Regions from separate parts of the Mus musculus genome. Here all the other regions are linked to region 3. The links are chromatin contacts, called in public HiChIP or PLAC-seq and Micro-C maps. All regions are on one chromosome and are shown on one strand. The core of a region is the stretch at or near the end of the contact, and the rest is flanking DNA. Distances in the headings are between cores, read along the strand shown. Region 1 has its middle 160 kb from the start of Irx1. Region 2 has its middle 240 kb from the start of Irx1. Region 3 holds the start of Irx1 (Iroquois homeobox 1).

Region 1 (4,364 bases), core at 1,037-3,536, 160 kb after region 3:
GAAGGTTTGGGAGCTCTGCCTTAGAGAAAGCCATGATGGTGAGGCATGCTAGGAATCCATTTATCACAACTGCAAACTCTTCCCCTCCCCTCTACGCTGAGCACACACCGTGGCTCTGAGAAGATCCCCGATTCCCAGACACTTCTACCTGGTGCTACATGCAGATGGTCGTAGAACGGTAACCAATACCTACGTAAAGTTGAGAAGCAAAACAATGGTTGAGATAGCTCCCACCACCCAGCTTCCAAGCCGTGAGACTCCAATTACAAGCTTGGCAGTTTTGTTCTATGTACACCAATCATGAATTTGGGAGCCTCCAGTGAACACAAGCTTGATGCTGACTCAGCCTCAAGGCATTGCTTTCTCCTTTGCTATTAAGCAAATGATGCAGTTTTCCACTAACTAGTATAGTTTAAAAAGGCTATGATGTTACCTTTCTTAGCAAGGGATAATTATAAATAATGTTGTATTGTTTTCTGATATACTTATCCTGCTCTAAAATGTTGTTTAGTATATTTGAGTTTTACTTCTTAGCTTTTTTTTGGGGGGGGGGCTTTATTAGGTGACATTTCTTAGCGATAACACAGAAACACTAACACAGTTCAACCAGCACTACCAGGTTGAAGCACATAGGAAAGCAACAAGAATCCATGGAAAGCCCACTAACCAGTCTTCACTGGATGGGTTGAGGATTTCTGTCTCTAATTTTGTGTTTTCCTTTCTTAGCCTGTGACATCATGGGTACAGTCAGAGGTCTGCTTACAAGTTTCTGTGCTGATAGAAAACATTATTGGAGCCATAGTTTGCGAGGAGAAAAGTTACATAAGCCACACACCTGGAGTCTTTGCCATTAATATCCTGTGCTTGTGAGTGGGTATAGGGATAGAAATGGCTCAGTAGTTAAGAATGTGCACAGCTCTTTCAGTTCCTAGAGACCAAGTCTGGCGACTTACAGCATCTTGCAGTTCCAGGTTTCAGGGTTCTGGTTCCTCCTCTGGCCTCCCTAGGTACCTGAACTCGTACCCCCTACCAAATGCAGGAATAACAATAATGATAAAAACGAATCTGTTAAAAAGTCTCTACTAAAATAAAAAAATACTTTTAAAAAGAAGTCCCTTGAAGCAGTTACCTGTGCTCTTACTTTATGTCCAAAATATTTAGCAAGACTAAAGATCACCTTGAATTCTCATCTTAGAGTTTGCTACTGACATTGTAGTTATTGTTTATGAATGGCAATTATTGTTTATGAAAATACAAAGACTACACGGGTGGTGATCTCTCTGTTTGCTGGTCATTCATGGCCACAGTCTATGGTAGGAATGTGTTCAGAATCAAAAGCCCTGCTCTGTTCGGCAGGTGCCAACAGGGTTGGCACAAGAGTGACTTGGGTGTGCACCACTCTCATCTAGAACTGGATCTGATGGAGACCTACCACTTGGGCTAATTCTCTGTAATTGAAGTTTGTTTAATGATATTGTTTCTTCAATTAGAATTTTTCAACTCCCCCCCCCCAACACACACACACACACACACACACACACACACACACACACATCCTCCTCCTCCTCGTCCTCCTCCTTTACCCTGTTTGCTCTTGCAAATTAAAGAACTATACCATGTTTAAAATGAAACAGAAAGTAAACTTTGTTAGTCAGAAAGCCACTCAGGACATCAAGCCATAGCCACACCGAATGTGGTGTGTGAAGCAGGCTCTTCCCCACCTCAGGCTTGGGTCGATGTTCTATCTAACGCTGATCAGGCACAGGTGGCCAAGGTCCCTTTGAGAGGCAGGAAGGGTCGCTCTGCCTCCTGCACCACTTGACTCTGGCAGGGCCTCTTCGTGGTCTGATCTGAGAGGAGGCCTGTCAGTTATGAGGTAACCTTTTCGTTCTGTGCTGGAGAAAGTTTAATTCTGAACTGTGAAAAGATTCAGTAAGTCACCGCAAATCACCCCAAGTGAAGCCCAAACTGAGTAATTTACACAGCACTTTGTGATCTTCAAACACTTGGCAGGGGTAATTATTCATGCCCGACATGGGGCCTTGGGGCCCTAGCTCCCTGTTTGTTCTAAGGCAGAGCAGAGGTGTTTGAAACCGGCAAGAGACGAGCAGAGTTCCTGAGATCATGGCTAATGTGACACCCCCAGGCCTAATCTTCTCAGAGCACCAGGATAAAACAGTGTCCATTACAGAATCAGCCTTCATCCTGCCTCCTTCTGAGCCGGGCCACTCTAGCAGCCAGCTCAGAGACAATTGAGAGAGGCCAGACTTAATCAGGCCTTAGGAGCCGGGCAGAAGGATGAGGCTAATCTCCACATTTAGTCCTTCTGTTTGTGTGGACCTGCCTTGCCTGGCCCTGGCAGATCAAAGGAAGTTGGCAAAAATCAGATTAAGCCTGGAGAAAAGGGAGGGGGGTTTGAGCTGTGTGACAGCCAAATTTTTTTCCCCTCTTTGCCTGTGTTGTGTACATTTACTAAGACCACACAGTTAATCCTGTGAGCTTTCAATACGCCCTGATTGCCTTTTCTTCTCTCTCCCCTCTTTCAACCAATAAAAAAGCCATTAAACTGAAATTCTGTATGAACTGTGGAAATGTGAAGGTTGCTCACAGAAGGCTGGCAGAGCAGCTCAACTCTGCAGAAGTTCAGTGATCTGAGGGGCAGGGAGCCACCATGGGTCTGCTTACCCTCCTAAGGAAGGGCAGTGGCCTGGCGTTTCTGGAGACAGACACAGAAGAGCCGAGTGGAGCCAGCAAGACATCAAGCCATTAACACAGGCTGCCGTGGAGCCGGGATGGTGGTCGGGCAGGTGCAGGAGTGGTGCGGTGACATCTGATCTCAGGGACAACCACCTTGCCACAGAGAGCAGCGATGGAGAACATATGGGTTGGACCAATTAAACCAGCACCCGTGCGTTTTCTTTCTGAGAGCACGCTGAATTGCTAAAGTCTGTTTTTATCTCCCTCCTCCTAAGTGTGTTTTTGTGAACAGTGCCATCGCATCTCTCCTCGGTGGCTTCTGCCCCTGCACACAGTTCTAGGGGCCTTACAGCTCCAGTCGCATGGACAGATGGGTAAGGAGAAGTAAGCAAGAGAGGGATTCACACTCTCACAGTGGCTGGCAGTCACCTGCTGTTTGTAAATAGTGACATGTGGGCACCAGCGGCGTCCTTCAAGCTAGGAGAAATGTGTGCCACTAAGTTGAATGCGCAGAAGGCAACCCTGAGTTGGTACCCAGAAGCTCAGAGCAGGTTAACTGCGCAGGTCTGCGGCGGCTTGGCAGGGTGTGGCCAGTGGAAGCAAGGCCAGAGGCACCAGGGAAACATCCGTCAAAGGGCCATTGGTCTCTCTCATTCCTTCCTGCATCTTGCAACCCCCAAGTGGTGCCAGAAGGGAGCTGTGCGGCCGCTGGGTCTTGGCAGTGGTGCTCACCTCATTAGAGTGGATTAAGCCGTGATGCTGGGAAGGATAAAAGGTGAAAAGCCAACACAGCGCCGGGGCGGCCACCAAAAGCTCCGAGTGTCATTTGTGCACTGTCGCCATTATTGACTTGCACCCATGTGGTTCGCACTTTTCAATTACCGTCTGCCAGCAAGGTGGCTGGTAATTGCAGAGGCTAGTGCATGAGCACAGTGCCAGGGGACCCTCCTGGCCTTCTTCACCTTCCTTGATGCTCAACGGCAGGATGTTCAAAGACAAAGGTCCAGGGCCTGGGGCCATCCCCAAGGACGTGGGGAGGGGACGATGCCATTAACAAAATTAATAAATGAGAATCACACCTCTCTGGCAGGGTGGCCTGAGATTGGCAGCCCCTATGAAACAGGGACCTTGAAGGGCTCTGCTGCCTAGCCTCACTGGAGAATGCCTGACTTGAAAGCTCCCTAAGAAGTAAAGACACGGGAAAGCAAGCTGCTTCAGCCCTGTGCAGCTGCCTCAGCCCTATGCAGCAGTGTTCTCCAGGCCCCCAGACCTCCAGAGCTCCAGCACCACACAGTCTCCCCACCACTAGGGAGGCATGTCTCCTTTTGCTCACATTATAGAAAATAAAGAAAACCTAGTCGAGATGCACACAATGTGAGTGCAGGCACCTGGATCATTTTGCAGGTTGCTGAGGGAGACAGAATTTCATTGGGCAAAGCCTGTGTGGATAGAACCGCACAAACAGACACAACGCATGGCTCCAGTCTAGGAGCTGCTTTCTGCTCTCCTGCCCTCAGCACCCTTCCTATTCCACAGGGGCCCCTCAGTGTCCTTCTCAGCATGCAGAAGGGTTGGTATGGGGCAGTGTGCATGGTTTAGGGGTTGAGGACTGGGAGAGTCACTCTCAAAGTGCCTTGCACTGTGGTCTCCACAGTCTTCTGGCTTCC
Region 2 (4,900 bases), core at 632-3,131, 230 kb after region 3:
AAGGACAATGTTTCTGCAATGAAATTCTTTCCAAGAAGACACAGAGAGGTAAGTAATTTTCCCCATAAATATTGCTGCAATGAATGGTCAAGAGAGCTGGGGAGCAAAATAACTATGGAGCACCCATGTTTGAGCAGAACTCTGGGACAATGTTGACCTTGGCAAAAGGATGTTTTGGGGAACTGTCAGAGTCCAAAATCAATTAAATATGATACAGAAAAAGTCACAAATCAATAATTTCCCAAGAGAGCTGTTTAAGCTCTAACACATTATGGAAGGAGAAGCTACTGTGGGGAAGGGTGTTCCATAGAGGACCATATGTCTTCACCTTGATAGCTTTTCTAACTGTCAGGAAACCTATTGTGGGTATGGAATACCCCACCTTCATAGAAGTGCTGGCAGACCTTGTTCTTCACAAGCTCCTGGGTCTATAAAATCAAAAAGAAAACATCTAGGTTTTCTTACGGGCCACATAAGTATTTAATGATAAGGAAAATATAAAGATAACTTAGGGTTAGTCAATCTGCTTAGATTCCCACCAAAATTAAGTTATGGCAACCCATCAAAATGTGGGTCTGGTCATCTTTACCAACTTGGCCTGCAGGTTTGATCCCCCAAAGTTGGAATATATATATATATATATATATACATATATACATAGAGACAGAGAGAGCACACAATGGTGCTAAAGAGGCAGAATATGGATCAGAAACAGGAGTCTATCATCTATCAATCTATCATTTATCTACCATCTATCATGTATCTATCCTGTGTATGTATGTGTGTATATAATATATATATATTTATATATCATCTATCATTTTATTTACTATAATCATGTATTACCTATAACCTATCTATTATCTATTTTCCATCTATATATATATCAGTTATTTATCTACTATCTATCATGTATCTATCTGCCTATTATCTATCACCTACCTATTACCTATATTCCATCTTTATAGCTATCATTTATTTATCTACTATCTATCTATCTATCTACATTAGCTATTAGGGCCACTGTGGAGAGGTAGGTGAAAGAGGTGGTGGTGGAAGTTGTTCCAGTTCCTAACTTTTCTTTCAATCTAAATGATCGTGAGATGTGAGTTACCCATTAGCAGAGGGGCACACAGTGGTATCCAGGGCATTGCTGCTTGAAACCGATCTTTACAAATTAGGTTTGTTTGAAGCTCTGTATATATGGAGAGATGGGGGAGATGAAGATAAATAGCTGGGGCCTTGGGGGGGGCGGCAATTGAGCAATACAGAACCCAGGTTTTGGCATGTGTCCCACAACTGAACCCTACAAATGTCTGCATTCCTTTGCAATCTAGCAAGCATGACCACATATCACTTTTTGTTTAAGATGACATCACTGTCTCAAGCAATTTCCAACACAGGAAGTATCAAGAGGCAACACCTCCAGGGCTCCTCTTCCTATGGAAACTACCTCTATGAAAACTACCAAGTAAAAACAATGCCTTCCTGCACCACATAGTTTGGAATAAGGGTACTATGTGGTCACTGGCAGAGGACAGTACATTTCTACCAGAAAGTTACTGGGACTGAGAATGTGGACACTAAGTATTTTGGGGCGTGGATAGTAGTCTTCAGGGACTGTCCCTGCTCCCCAGGACAACTTGTCTGGAAGCTAAATTACTTTCACAACAACTATACCAAAAGTCTTTCTTAGATATTCACAGTCATGCTTGCTGCCTGCTCCTGCTTGCCCTTCATAAATCAAAACATTACTAAATCTCCCCCAAGGTGGGCGATATAAAGAGCTTTATTGTTCCCAGGCGGGCTGACAGCACGGGCTTCACAGGTCCATTGTTTCCATGTGGTGCGTGGGATGCAGGCACCTCTGATCCCGTTGTCTAACCATGAGCCAGATACTCAGCAGAGTGAGTCACTGAAGCCTCAGGCTCGAGGCTCCTCAGCAAGTTTGTTAAGATCCGTCCTAGGTGCTTGCTCCCCAGAACTGGGACTGAACACCTTCATTTCAGACGATAATTGCTACATGTACTCACAAATGATTTATTGTTGTTGATGGCAGGCTGCCTTCTGATCTGCTGCCAAAGGGCATCGCCAGCTCCTGATACGTACATAAAGATGAGAAATGATTAACCGTGCCCACCGAATCGCTACTGGTATGATTCTTATCCCCTTGTCTTGTTTTGTAGGGCTTAGAAGGAGCACAATCGCCCAGAGTGGTGCTTGCATTCCTGCCTGGTGACGCAAAAGCTGGAGGTGTTCTTAGACATGTACCGTGATTCCAGGCGGTAATCTGCAGGCTATTTAATAAAGACCTGGGCTCGAGTTTCAAAGAACAGCGCAGACACCCACTCACTGGCGTGCTTCACATTGCTGGGCTGTGGAGTACACCGTTCCACACTTTGTCTGCTTAACGAGTGTCTCTTATTTTTAGCTGCTCTTCCAGGCAAATGAGGCCCCAGCCTGTTATCTTGATAAAGTTACATTTTTCTTAGCCTCAGTAATCAACTCCCTAGCTATTCACAAAGACTGGACCAGCTCCCAGCTGGCAAGACATGGAGGAGCTCTCAGAAGCAGGTGTACAAAAGATACTAAAGACAGAATGTAACTACCATGCATAAACAAAGTGAGAACCTCTTCCCCTAAAACATTCAAGCCTATTTTAGTTGGCAGAATTCCTCTAAGATTTTTTTTCAAAATACTGTTCTAATCCCAGTGAGGTCTGAGAGAAACCGAAGCCAATCAGAGCTAAAGATGCCTTTACCTGAAACTGTTCATAAAGTTACTGGTCTTTCATTTCTATCTTGACTGCTTTATCAAGTCCTGTTCACCAACAAGGTGACTCCAAACAGAATGGAACCATTCAGGCCTGAAAGAGCTAGTCACAGAGACAGAGTTGTACAGGTGGTCGTGAGGCCTGAACTTCCTGGCCCAGTGTGTCTGTGTGTGAGAGGTGTGCTCATAGGACTATTAGTTTTCTCTAGAATTTGTAACCAGAGAATTCAGACCCTGCCTCCATGATTCCATTAAGTACACTCAGCATGTCCATAGATCACTCTCCTGATCCTGGACCTCATGGAAATTGCCATTTTACACAAGACAGGTTAAAGCCAAAAAGGAAGTAGGAATCTAACAGAAAGCTTTCTGCATTCACGAATGGTAAGCCTCCTTTGTTGATTCCCAGGAGTACAAGTGTCACATCTATCTTGATAGACACTCCGGACAGGCCCAATCCTACTTCCAAACATGAGAACAGCAAGAGTTGAAGGGACCCGTGCTCATCCTCCTTCCTCTGGGATCACCTCTTATGCTCGGCTGAGGTGAGCAGAGGGGATTCCCTAAGATGCTACACTAGCGGTGTAGTGGTTTGAAAGATTTTGCCATCTTAGGTTCATATGTTCAAAGGTTTGGCCACAGAGTAGTATTATTAGAAGATGTGGCCTTGTTGGAAGGAAGTGTGTTACTGTGGAGGTGAGCTTTGGGGTCTCATATACAAACTCTAGTCTGGCCAGTAAGAGAGAGTCTCCTTCTGGCTGTCATCAGATAAAAGTGTAGAACTCTCAGTTCCTTCAGCACCAAGTCTGCCATGCCTCTTGCCATGGTGATGATGGACTGAACCTCTGAAACTGTAAGCCAGCTCTAATGAAAGTGTTTTCTTTATGAGTTTCCTTAGTCATGTTATCTCGTCACAGCAATAAAACCCAAACAAAGACAACCAACAAAGGTACTTGGTTTGCAACTCATTGAAGAGGTTACTCCATTACCGTTAAGCACTTCTATTTGGGTCCCTTAAGATTCACAGAACTGTAAATGACAGTCACAAGGTGGACTTTATTCTTATATCTAACACATCACACAAAGCCGCATAGGTAACACCAGGAACAGGTAGAGTGGGAAGGGCAAGACAAAGCCTTTGGGGGGGGGCTTCCATGGGAAAGGACAGTTGAGACAGGGCAGGCAGACATGGGCTGGTGACTGTAGGCAGCTCTAATAGACCAGGGGACATAGGATATATTCCTGCTGACATGTCACCTTGTTCAGGGGTTATGAGGACAAGATAACAGGGGACTCAAGTGAGCCTTATAAAGCAGGTAGCAGAGTACTTACCACTGTATTTCTGTCCCATTTGCTTTTCTTCATGGATATCAACTCATCTCCCAGGGCTGCTAAGCTCCTATCACAGAAAAAGATGTCCTGTTCTGTTTTCATTGCTGCCTCACCATGCCAACTGGATGGGTCTTTCCCAGGTTGGAGATTTTGATTCCCCCATGAGCCTCAGGAATGCAGCCAGGTCATGGGAGCTGTGACTATCCAAGCCTGCTGCTCTCTGAGTCTTAATGCACATTCAGAATATGTTGCTTCTGCCTTTGCAAAGCAGGAAGACACCGAGGAAACAAGCATTTGTAAATGAAGTACAGTGAAGGCTATCAGGTCTTTCAAGTGAGGCAGTGCATCCGCATGACAAGCACACAGTCAACCATGCACACATGCATCGGAAACAAATCAAGGAGTAGTCAACTCAGAGGAAAGAGGTCCTGCAAATCCTACATCTTCATGGTGAACTATGGTGTCTTTCTGTAAAATACTCCCTGCATTCATACACAGCTTACATGTGGGCTACCATAAACCAGAAAAGGCTAAGAGGTGTCTGTCAAATTGCCCTGCAGCCTCATGGCCCAGCATAGAGAGTGATTGAGTGACTAGCATGGAAGTGGAGACAGTCCCGAGAAGTAAACCCACAGACAAAACTGCCCAGAGACACAGGAAGAAGGTTTCAGATAGCCATGACCTCAGAATATGGCTCTGAGCTGAGCTCCATCTCCCTCTCATTGTCAGAAAGGCAAGTACACAGTGAGACTCCTAAAGCTGACATCATTTCTCCATTTCTACTCCCTAGGAGACA
Region 3 (4,680 bases), core at 177-2,676:
GACCTTTCCGTTAAACCAAGGAAAAGTGATCATTCGGAAGGACAGACAGGCCAATACTCCTGTGGAGAATTAAATTTAAACACACACCCCCATCTGACACCCACTGGGACAGGAGATCGGAGAGCACCATTTATTTTAAGCTCTGGGACACTGTTCCTTTAACTCTCCCTTATGTAACACGGGAAGAAAAGTGCTTTTCTTTCGGCTCAAATGAAAAGTTTGGCAACTTACGAAAGTAAAGGCAAACACCGTTTCGGAAGCCAGAATTTATGTCAACTTAGTATTTCTTAGCCCCGATTCCTATGGTCCCTACACACTCCATTAAGAGACCTCTCTGCTCTGCTGATGTCTATTGTTTGTTGGGATGTTTTTGATCGACTCCGCTAGGTTTAACCGGTTCCTTTTGGCAAAGTCTAGGGCAACTATCTCTGCTCTGCCAAAGAGGGAGAAGGAAGGTCTTCTGGGCCCAAGGGAAAGCTCTTGCGGCGCTCAGGCGAGGCCGGCCGCCAGGTTAGGGCAGTGTTAGTAAAGCGGCCCTGGCTGAGGGGGCCCGGCGGGCCTGCCCTGTCGCACTGGAGGAGCCTGGCGGTTTTGCCCGGGACCTCCAGAGCCTGCCGCGGTCTCAGGCCTTCTCTGGAGGCTTCTCTCCACTAGCGCGCAACCCGCTTTTCGACTCCGGTCTCCAACCTCCCAAGACCACAGTGGTCACTGCCTGGGCCTCTGGGCACTCCCGAGTCCCCAGGGAAAGAGGTCTCCGCCACCGGATTCCCTCTGCAGGACCCTTCTCGTTCCTTTCCCAGACACTGCCTGCGGATCCTCTGTTTCTCTGTTGGGCCAGCCGCTCCCGATGTCCCCAGGCGCGGTGATCTCCCGTGGGTGCGGGCCAGGAGGACGCGCGGGAGGCGGGAGCACTCACCATCTGCGAGAAGAGGCTGAGGTCCGCGGCATAGGGCAAGAAGGCGCTGTAGTTGGGTGCGCCCGCGTACGGTCCCGCCGCGGCATACATGCCTAGCACCGAGGTGACCGCGGCCGCTCCCGCGCCCGCTCCCAGCTCCGCAGTCCCGGGACGGCCCGACGAGGCGGCGGCCGCAGCAGCCGCGGCCGCAGCCAGCACCCCAGGGCGCTCTCCACCATAGGCGCCCGGGCCCGCGGCGCTTAGGTATTGCGGGTAGCCCAGCTGCGGGAAGGACATGTCCGCGGGCTCGGTGGTGGCGGAGGGCAACACTAACTGCGCGGGCAAGAAGACCGGCTGGCGATCCGAGGAGGCGCGACTCGGGGGCTGCGGGCCGCGGGCCGGGCGCGCTCCGGCCGGCCCGGGGGCGGGGGCCGCTCGCTGTTCCTCGGCCCAGTGCTCGCTGGCGGCGCCCGGCTCCCGGCTGCGCCCGTATCCGAGATCGCGCGCCGACTGCGGCGGCCGCCCTCCGCTCGGCGGCGGGGCTCTCAGACACAATTTGAAGTTGATGCTTTGATTGGCATCCCCTTGAGCACAGGCCCCGCCCCTGGCTCCCCTCCCGCCCCCTCCCTGCCTCCAGCCCGCCCTCGCTGGCCGCTCCCGCCCCTCACGGCGAGCACGTGGTGCCCCGCGCCCGCCGGGCCACCTCCTCCTCCGGTGGGCGCGCACGGCCCGTCTGCTGGTGTGGGTCCGGAGGCCGCAGGCTCCTTCCCAACCAGCCCCCGCGGCTTTTGACAACCTGTCGACACCGGTTTACAGCTGTCTGACACCCGGTTTTGCAACGGAGATCTGTTCCCCCATCCCCTTTTAACAAAAGCAACTCGGGGATTGCGTTTCTACAGCTGGGGTGGCAGGGAAAGAGGCCTGGGGCCAGGGGACAGTCTATAGCGAACAGCCTTTCCTCTGTGGCTGGCTCTGCAGCACCTCCATGGGACATATTTGGCTGAAGTGTTCAGATAAATCTACGCGTGGCTTGACACCTCGGATACAGGGTGCGTCGTCTCTCTGGCCCCACTTGGTATCAACAGATACTCTGGAAATTGCTGCCCCCCCCCCCTTGCACTTGGAGAATCGGGTTGTGGCCGGCCGCGCTCTGTCAGCTTCTCCAAATATAAAAACTTTTAAAATGGGCAAGCCAGCTGAGAGGTCGCTGCCTAGCGGAGGAGAGCTCCTAGAGGGTGGGGGAAAGAATTGTAGGAGGGGAAGGACCTTCGCAAGGTAAAAGAACTGGCAAATCTTGCCCACAGTCATCTACCACCCTCTTCCAGTTTGGGAGAAGCCTGAAAGGCCTGGGCTCCTGCGTTTGTCCACTAGGTGTGCAGACGCGGAGAGTCAACACGAGTGGAGCTCAGGTACCTGAGGTGGCGCTGCGACTAGCCAGTCCAACAGGACAGGACAGCCGCCAGTCCCCTGTCTTTGAGTCTCCCACGACACCCCCCCCCCCCATCCCCGCCCAATTCCTATCTCAAACGCTGGGAAAATAAGAACCAGGCAATTTGAAAGCCAGGGGCCTGGCTGCTCTGTTCTCAGGGCAGACTTGAAATGCTCATTCCTCTCTCCTCTCTCAATCAGTGCGGCTGACCAGAGAAAGATGCTTCTGCTCATGGTGCCCTAGATTGGTATTGGAAGTGCAGAACCAAAATGTCCAGAGACTCCTAGTGCCTCGTTTCTTGCTGCTGTCTATAATGTGGCAGAGGCTTGAGTGTGTCACATCACACGGTGCTGGTGGAGCTTCACCTTCAGGGTCTAATTTCAGACTCAGAGAATTAAGGGGTACAGTGACAGGTTTGACAGAGAGCCCCAACATGCATACTGGAATGCTGCTGTCCAGGGCCATTGGGACCCTGGACACCAGCTAAGGCACACTTGCTTGCCTGGTGTCTCCTGCAACATCAGGAAGTCCTCACTTATAGGTCTTGAAATCAGATACTAAACCTTGCCTGTAATTAGGCACAATACAGCTCTTAAAAGTAGTTACTAATTACTAGTGGGAAAATCAGGTAATCTTCATTTTCTCTGCTCTGGGTTGGATCTTCTCACTTAATCAGGCTGTTTCCTCCATCTGACCCTGCCTACTTCATGACCCCAACACCCCTTGGAATGTCAGGACCTGCTTTCCTGCTTGGATTTAGTCTGGAGGGTACCCCAAGGGAACCCCCAGAGTTCTAGCTTCTGAAGCTCCTAATTGTGACCTCTTCTTGGTTCCCAGCTATTCAGTCATCTTGTAACCAGAATCTTGGGACCCTTATCTTACATCCTCCAAACAAACAAACCACTGCAGGGAAGTTCTGGAGAAGAGCGGTCTGACCATTGTTCTGGCTCAGTGAACCCAGGACTCACTTCAGATGACAGGTAAATTCAGGAAAGATAAGCCCTGAGCTGTTACCTCAGAGAAGGAGGGAGGAAGTCAGTCCAAATACATCTCCCTACCAGTATGTAGTGGCAGAGGGGTTACCGCTTGTCATTACTCCCACAACTGTCTGCTTGAGTTGCAGGTGTTGGGCCTCCTGCCTTAGGTCTATTAGACTTATTTGGAAAGGGTTTGGGAAAGAATTGAGAATTGGGGACACTTTGTCCTCACACCCACTGGCCCACCATTGCTACTTCTCGCTCTATGTAGGTCTCCTGCACCAAAGACAGGAAATGGGTGGAAACTGCAAGATAATTCCAGAGGATCCAGCTGGGCAATTTTGGTAACTTCCCTTGAGGACTGGGTAGCAGCAAGGGTGTGGACTCAGTTGGGGAGGTGTGGGCAAGTTGGCTGTTCTTTGCCACACATCAGGGATGCAAGAAAGATACCTGAGCTTAAACCCAGTTCTGGAAGGTGCTAGCGGAGACTATGGGTCCTTCTCTCTTTCTCAGTGGCTCCTAACCCCAAGCTTGAACCTCTAGGGGTGGGGAGCAACAGGGAGGTGTAGAGAGCAATGTGAGGAACAAAGGAGAGTCATAAAATGACCCACAAACCTGCAGCTGGTGGGGATACCCTAGCAGAAGCAGAAACTCCTGTCTCTAACTGCTGAGAAGCAGCCCCTTTGCCCAATATTTAACATACAGTGAAAACTTGGGATCAAGATGTTGATGGCTCCTGTAATATGCCAGAAGAAGTGATCCAGGTCTGTCTGGAAACTCTATAGGAGTCTTGAGTTAACAACCTTGTGGGGGGGGGGGCACACTTCATTGCCAGTTTTGGACAGAGTGGAGCAATACAGAATAAGGAGTCCTCTGTGAAGGTCATGGAGTTTGCTTACCCACACCACCATAACCCATGGATCCCTCCACCAGGAATATCTTCTGAACCATAAGCAGCCTTCCCTGCATGGGGATAGTGAGAGACTCTGCCAAGAGAGTATTTCCTAGGAGTCAACCCAGGGACTGTCAAGGAAAAGCAAGCAGTAGAAATTCAGACCTAGGAATCTGTAAAAGGTGGGCCAAGCCTCTACCTAGTGGACTCCCTGGTCAGGTCTGGTAGCCCCAAAGCTGTGAAACAAGCACAAAGCTAAGGACTGCTGGGACTCTCTGGCAGGTCAACTGAACTTGGGCTCCACCCTTTTGAGGCAGAAGTGAATGTTTGTGGAACAAGGAGGAGAAGATGGGCACTCACTGGGGAAGAGGGAGTGAGGGTGGGAGCTCTTAAGGTTTACCCCAGGATCAAGTTGGTTTTTAAGGGGATCTTAAGGTATGACGGAAGCTTGTTCTTTGGGGACACTTTTCTACAGGAGAGAACGTTG

Evidence for each region. Hi-C and Micro-C count contacts between places; a contact is called where the count stands out from the background. HiChIP or PLAC-seq counts read pairs in DNA pulled down with a chosen protein or histone mark.
Region 1: a contact with region 3 is called in an H3K4me3 HiChIP or PLAC-seq map of the SCID.adh cell line, with 48 read pairs. The contact joins the enhancer-like site here to the promoter of Irx1 in region 3. A contact is called at or near these places in 2 of 484 Hi-C or Micro-C datasets (cardiomyocytes and nephron progenitors), 4 of 115 datasets of contacts at active chromatin or transcription factors (the SCID.adh cell line, T-cell acute lymphoblastic leukemia, cardiomyocytes and 1 more) and 2 of 9 other capture datasets (adipose tissue and liver).
Region 2: a contact with region 3 is called in a Micro-C map of embryonic fibroblasts, with 2.1 times the contacts expected there. The contact joins the enhancer-like site here to the promoter of Irx1 in region 3. A contact is called at or near these places in 3 of 484 Hi-C or Micro-C datasets (the Patski cell line, embryonic fibroblasts and nephron progenitors) and 1 of 115 datasets of contacts at active chromatin or transcription factors (the SCID.adh cell line).

What each region holds. Positions count from the first base shown.
Region 1 is chr13:72,118,960-72,123,323 of GRCm38.p6, forward strand. No RefSeq gene overlaps it. Among named protein-coding and RNA genes, the nearest start is that of Irx1, 160 kb to the left of the region's middle. Within about 2 kb of position 2,287, at least 19 of the 459 cell types and tissues checked have an H3K27ac peak or open chromatin away from gene starts, as enhancers often do. A contact at or near this core is called in the SCID.adh cell line, where this site is marked.
Region 2 is chr13:72,196,625-72,201,524 of GRCm38.p6, forward strand. No RefSeq gene overlaps it. Among named protein-coding and RNA genes, the nearest start is that of Irx1, 240 kb to the left of the region's middle. Within about 2 kb of position 1,882, at least 61 of the 459 cell types and tissues checked have an H3K27ac peak or open chromatin away from gene starts, as enhancers often do. A contact at or near this core is called in the SCID.adh cell line and embryonic fibroblasts, where this site is marked.
Region 3 is chr13:71,962,297-71,966,976 of GRCm38.p6, forward strand. It overlaps Irx1 (Iroquois homeobox 1), which reads right to left and starts at 1,427. Exons shown (of 4, transcript NM_010573.2): 1 at 917-1,427. The coding sequence starts at 1,192.